Regions from separate parts of the Zea mays genome. Here region 1 is linked to region 2. Evidence: chromatin contacts called from public Hi-C data. All regions are on one chromosome and are shown on one strand. The core of a region is the stretch at or near the end of the contact, and the rest is flanking DNA. Distances in the headings are between cores, read along the strand shown. Region 1 holds the start of LOC100273650 (putative carboxylesterase 8). Region 2 holds the start of LOC100383835.

What was found. Hi-C and Micro-C count contacts between places; a contact is called where the count stands out from the background.
Region 1: a contact with region 2 is called in a Hi-C map of leaf mesophyll, with 1.8 times the contacts expected there. The contact joins the promoter of LOC100273650 here to the promoter of LOC100383835 in region 2. A contact is called at or near these places in 6 of 25 Hi-C or Micro-C datasets (bundle sheath, ear, endosperm and 2 more).

The regions. Positions count from the first base shown.
Region 1 is chr1:211,949,987-211,953,151 of Zm-B73-REFERENCE-NAM-5.0, reverse strand. LOC100273650 (putative carboxylesterase 8) reads right to left here and starts at 1,509. Exons shown (of 1, transcript NM_001148064.1): 1 at 156-1,509. The coding sequence starts at 1,482. The coding sequence ends at 493.
Region 2 is chr1:211,804,714-211,807,726 of Zm-B73-REFERENCE-NAM-5.0, reverse strand. It overlaps LOC100383835, which reads right to left and starts at 1,488. Exons shown (of 3, transcript NM_001176467.1): 1 at 1,272-1,488.

The DNA of each region.
Region 1 (3,165 bases), core at 260-2,759, 150 kb before region 2:
GAAGATCTGATTTGACCGGATTTGGAGGCGGGGTGACGATGGGATTAGTGTGGGGGTTGAATAACGCTATTAGACTGTCTCCAGTACAGTGTGAAAATACAAAATATGTAACTTTATATGATACTGTTTATAGATAGAAGTTTGAAATAGAGGATGCATGAGATAGATGATTATTTGATAAGAAATGTGATGAAGATAGTTTTAGATAGCGCTGAGAATGGTCGCGGGCCAAAAAAATCCGAACAAAACATCTCCTATATTCGTTGCCGTGGCCGATAGCTGCACGCGTCGCGAAAACTACACGTCCGGCGGTCCGGTGCGTTGCGGTAGCTGCTACAGTACTCACGTGTTACATAGTAGTCGCCGCCTGGTGGCTCTGGTGCCAGTTTGTCAAGATTCAACACGGCCGAGAATTATTGCGCACGGTCACACAATCCACAACGATGCAACACGTATGTCCACTTGTCACCGGCCGGCACGAAATTCAACGTGTCAAGCGTCGCCGGTGTACACGAACTCGCGCATCGCGGCGAACAGCACCTCGGCGATCTCCGGCACGAACAGCTCCGACGCGTGGAACCCCGCGACGTCCAACTTCACGACGACCTCCGCCTTCGCGCCGCCGCGGTCCTGCAGCCACCGAGCGAACTCCCGCTGCCTGTCGATCAGCGGGTCGCCCAAGTTGCCGGTGACCAGGCAGCGCGGCAGGCCGGCAAGGGCCTCCGGCGCCATGGCCTTGACGGGGTTGCAGAACTCGTGGTCCCGGTCGGCGCCCAGGGGCAGCGCGAGGCTCCAGAGCCTGTCGTTGGCCTCCAGCGGCAGCATGGCGTCGTCGACGGACCTGGCCTCCGAGGGCGTCCGGTCGACGCCGCCGAGGTAGGGCTGGTGCAGCAGGAGGCCGCGCACCGTGGCGGGGCCCAGGTCGAGGCCCCCGGTCCGGAGCGCCGCGAAGAACGCCATGTTGCCGCCCGAGCTGCTGCCCATGAGGAAGCAGCGGGAGAGGTCGCCGTGCGCCGCGACCCAGGGGTCCCCCGGCGCGCCGTCGCGGAGCCACGCCACGGCCGCGGCGGCGTCCTCGTAGGCCGCGGGCAGGCGGTGCTCCGGCGCGAGGCGGTACTCGAGGGACGCCACGATGGCGGGCACCGCGGCGGCCATCGCCTCGCAGTGGCCGTGGTAGAATACGGTGGCGGCGGAGAGGATCACGAAGCCGCCGCCGTGGAAGTAGAGGACGACGGGGAGCTTGGCGGCCGGCGCGGAGGACAGGTCGGGCAGGTAGAGGCGGAGGTACGTGCCGGCGGAGGCGTCGAGGGGCACGTCCCTGGAGACGACGCCGCCAGCGGCTACGGCTGAGGCCGGGACGAGGGGGACCTCGGGGCGCGTGACCGTGCCGTCCGGGTTGACGACGATTTGCATGAAGAGGTTGGTCTCCTTGGTCATCGGGGGTGGACTCAGGGCGGCAGCGCCGGCAGCGACGTCGCCCATGGTAGTCCTTTCTTCCTCACAGTCTAGGCTCGCTCTGTTTCTTTGATGACTGGAGGAAGCGGATGTATAAAGTCGTCGCGGGCGGCTCGCAATGGTGTCTGTAGAGTGTAGAGGTATAAATGCATGCGCTGGCGCTGCGCCGGTGTTGTGGCCCGTCAGCCCGTGGGTCGCGTGGGTCGGTGGTTGGCGTCAAATCAGCACAAAATCAGGGCAGTTTTCTGATGGAAACGAGGAGGCGCGGTGGGAAACGTGGCTGCACCAGTCGCCACAAGAGGAAGCAAGTATATGTCACATCAAATTTGGGATAATATAAAAAAAGAAAAATAAAGAGAAAAGAATAGCCTGTTTAATGATAGTCAACTAAAAATAGACTACTCATGAATTTTAAAATACCTTGCAAGTATAGATGGCCAAAAAGCACGAGGCCCGTGAGCCCGGCACGAAGCCCGGTTTTTGGGCCCGGTCCGAAACCGGCACGGTAGAATAAGCGGGCGGGCTTGGACAGGAAACTAGGCACGGCGGGCTAGCCCGGTACGGCCCGTTTACCTCTAAGCCCGTTAAGCCCGGTTTTTTTACACTAAAACGTGCTTACCGGCCCGTTTAGCACGTTTTTGGCCCGTTTTTTTCGTGCTAAACGGGCCGGCCCGGCCCGTTTAGGCCCGCTGCGGGCCGGGCTTGGACAGAAACTTGAGCACGATGTCACAGCAGGCCCGGCCCGGTTTTTGGCCGGGCTTCACCGGGCCCGGGCCGGGCCGGGCCGGGCGGCCCGTTTGGCCATCTCTGCTTGCAAGAGGAGGAAGAGCTAAAAATCCAATACCATGATCTTTTTGTCACTAAACTAGTCCTTAGGTTGAACTTATATCACGAGAGAGTTATTCTCTTATTAGATTTTTAGTTGATTATAAGTAACATTAAAGTTATCTCTAGTAGGTCGTGGATATAAAAAATGAGCAAGAAAATTATACTATTCACGTGTATGCGGTCACGCAAAAAGTCTGTTCTCTCACGGCATCGCGCATCCTCGTGAGTTCCCACGGTCACGCAAACAGGCCTACTCTCATGTCACATCGTGTGTGCCAATTGTTGAAGGATTTGTGATTGTTCTCGCAGTCTGCTAAAAACTATAGTTTTTTGCAACGTCTCGTCTTTGTCCAACGAATTAGATGTGCATCTACTTATGCAGTGCTGCTGGAGTTAGCCTAACATAAGTTGAGCGGTGCCAAACTAAGATCAATCAAGCTCTAGTTTGATTCTCATAGAAGCATATATGGACTAATAGTAATATGGTTAAGCTAATTCACGATTCCTCATATCTTATTCATTTTGGCTTGACCAATCCTCTTAATCACTTCAATCTCTATTCTAATCATATTTATGAATAGTGTTTTCTTAGGTCTTGTCCATATATTCAAACCAATATAGAGATCATATTATATCCATTTGCATTATCTCATTGGTTATTTAACCTTGGGTTGAACCTTTGTTCACTAATTATTATGCAATATCCAAGTATGTTTATCATACGGATTTTCCTATTCAACACTTAGCAAATTTGTTAGACCTTTAAATATGTTGTTATACAATTAATCAAAACCCACAAAAGAGATTAATGTGCTTTCAGACACCCCAGCGGGAGGGGGAATCCCGATAGCCGTCTAAGTCGGCTACACGGTAGGGAGCAGA
Region 2 (3,013 bases), core at 239-2,738:
GCAGTTACTGACAGATAAAAGTATAAAACCACAGTATAGTGCAACATCCTAGCAAAAGACTTGTATTCCTGAATCAGACTTGGTATTCCTGAATCTTCCATGAACATGACTACTGCTCACATTACGAAGACTAACTTTAGGAGATGCCACTAAAAGAGAATGGGCTGGGTATCGCTACATCCCGTCAGACTAATTCACTGATTGACAGCCTGGATTACCAACCTTCCAGCTATGAAACAGTGCAACTGATGTAGATTGACAAGGGGAAAAAAGTCTTGATTAGGGGAGGCATTCTAAATATTTAGGCCTTGAAATATGATCACCTAGCCACTTTAGTTTTGAATTAAGTGGTCCTCAGTACCACATTCCACAAGCTTTCGGCACAAGAACTTTCTGAAAGGGTAAAAATTTGACTATGCTTACAAAAAAGATTGCACCTACTTCTCCAAAGAGAAACCAATTTAAAAATCCAGCTAGTAAATGTAGCTTCTATGAGCCTCCAAGTGCTCCATTATTGGTTACAAAATTTTGCAGATAATTAACAAGGTATTCCATTTGAAGAATTCAGTGGAGCCGGCTATACTGACGTCTTCATGAAGAATGGATACCGACAACAAAGTTGGAATGTTCCTGTCGTGCATTCAATCTGCAGTATTTGAGGAAGCTACTGGTATTACACACTTTCATTCAATCTCCCATCTGAATGCAGCACATGCTGGATTATCTGAGCACAGAGGTACAGGTCTTGCAAGGAATCAACAGCACCACCAAAGGGAGAGGACTGTCCTAGTACCTACTTGATCACTCCCTGCGACCAAATTCCATGACTTTGAGCATGCTATTCCGAACAAACTCTCATCCCAAAACGTGGGAAGTCCAACCCTTTTGCGGAACAAACACCTGACATATCAGGCCGCTGTTTTAACCACGACAAGAGATAAAAGATGGGGATCCCCAAGCTGACACCTCTGAGCGTAAGTAGGCCTTCGATCTAGCTAAGCATTGCAGCGAATTTTGGATGGCAAGCCTCGGTGCATCCGAAAGCACAAGGAAGACGCGCATGACCTCGTTTCGCAGCGATTACCGTGTCGGCCATACACGAGCTGTGGAAGCGGAACTCAACAGCACAGGGAGGGAAGGAAGCATAGCATCAGGTCTCCGTCGTCCCCACCAAGATTAGCAAGGACTCGAAAAAGCTAAGCTGGGTACCGCAACTCGCAAGCATGTGGCTGCAAGTAAATCGAGCGAGGAGACGCAGAATCTCAACTCACACTGATGACCAGGCGCGGGGATGGTGACCTCGCACCCTTGCGCAATCCCCATCTTGCACGGAGCCACGGACGGCCTCAGGGGAGTGGGACCCGGGTGCACGGACTCTACCGGCCTCCTCCTGGTTCCTGCACACTCCGATGGCGATGCCCGGAGGCCGGAGGGCAGCCGAGCGGCAGCCGGCGGGTGAGGTTGGATTCCGTGGGTCCCATGGCAGCGGGCGGCGGGCGCGTCTGGAGATGTGACAGTTTTTTTTTTTTTGAGAAGGTGTGGGTGAATGGACGTCTCCCGCGAAACACTACGACCAGCCCAGATAGCAGCGATTTGGGCCTCTGCAAATCGCAGAGGAAGCTGTAAGAGAGAGTATTGGACCATCAATACAGCCCCAAGTATGATTCCATCGGCCGACGGATTCCCAGACCAACACATCCAGCCCATATTGAGACTGGCCCGCCGGGCGCCGAGTAGGGATAAAAAACGGACAAAAAAATGTCTCTTCCGTTTCCATCTCTTCATTTCTAAAAAATGAATCAGGTTCAGAATAGTCGGTAACAAAAACAGAAACAGGATAAACAAGTGTACACAAATGAATAGAAGCGAAAATATCAAGTGGAAACTCATAATTTATTATGAACATATATAATATTGATGGCTAACTAGTGATTGACTAGCAAAGTAACAACATGAAACAAGTAGATAGAAAGGGACGACATTTTATTGTTGTTAGCTTGCTATTGACAAATATATAGCTATCACTGGTGTTGTTTGAGTCTTTATGTCACTTGTCGTTGAGAAGAGTCTATGACTAGAATAACGTCTTGTGCTATAATTTACCACCTAGAGATACGAAGCTTTAGCTAATGCACATATAGAGTCGATCCAGGATTTTTCAAATACGAAATAAAAATGGATTCAACCGAGAAAACAGAATCCCGTAAAACGGACAGAATAGACTCTCTTCTGTTTTCGACCCATTTTCAAAATTTTCCCTAAATTTCAAAACGGACGGACCTGTCCATTTTATCCCTAGCCAACACTGCATGTCGCACAAGCAGGGGCGGATCTACGTTGAAGACGTGTTGTCCTTAGACAACAACGATTTTTTCCATAACCCAGTACATATCTAAACTCATAGTGGATGACAACATCTCAGATTGAAGAAGGTCCTCATTTGTATCTATATCTTGTTTACTATTTATTAAAACGGTAGTGTAGACCACATGCACAACCATGCCCCCGCCCCTGCCTCCCCCGCCCCGCCCCCGCAACACAGATTCCGCCCATGCCACCACGTCGTCCGCAACCCCGTCCTCTTCTTTCCCGTCAAGTCGCTGGTTGTGCCGCTACCTCCCTTCTCGCCTCCATAGCCGTGCAAAGATGCCCGCTCGCCACGACGTTGCGTTCATCCCTATGACGTCGCAGCCAGCCTACAGTCTGGTCGCGATAAAGCCTGCTATGGAGGACAGCTCATCATCCTCACAGGGGCAGCTCGCGCAGGCGCAGCCTTGGCAGCAGGAGGAGCCAGGAGCCCCACGCTCCAGTTCCCACACGACGATAGTCGCGCCCGCCCACTCGCTCACCGCCGCCCCACTAAGGGCCCCTGCTCACCCTCTTCGGATTGTTCATGCAATGGGATTTATTCACAGAGATCTCAAGTCAGATAATCAATTAAGATTGCTGACTTTGGAATTGCTTGGATCGAAGTGGAAACATAAGGTCTCGTTTGGTTTGGAGTGACTAAAGG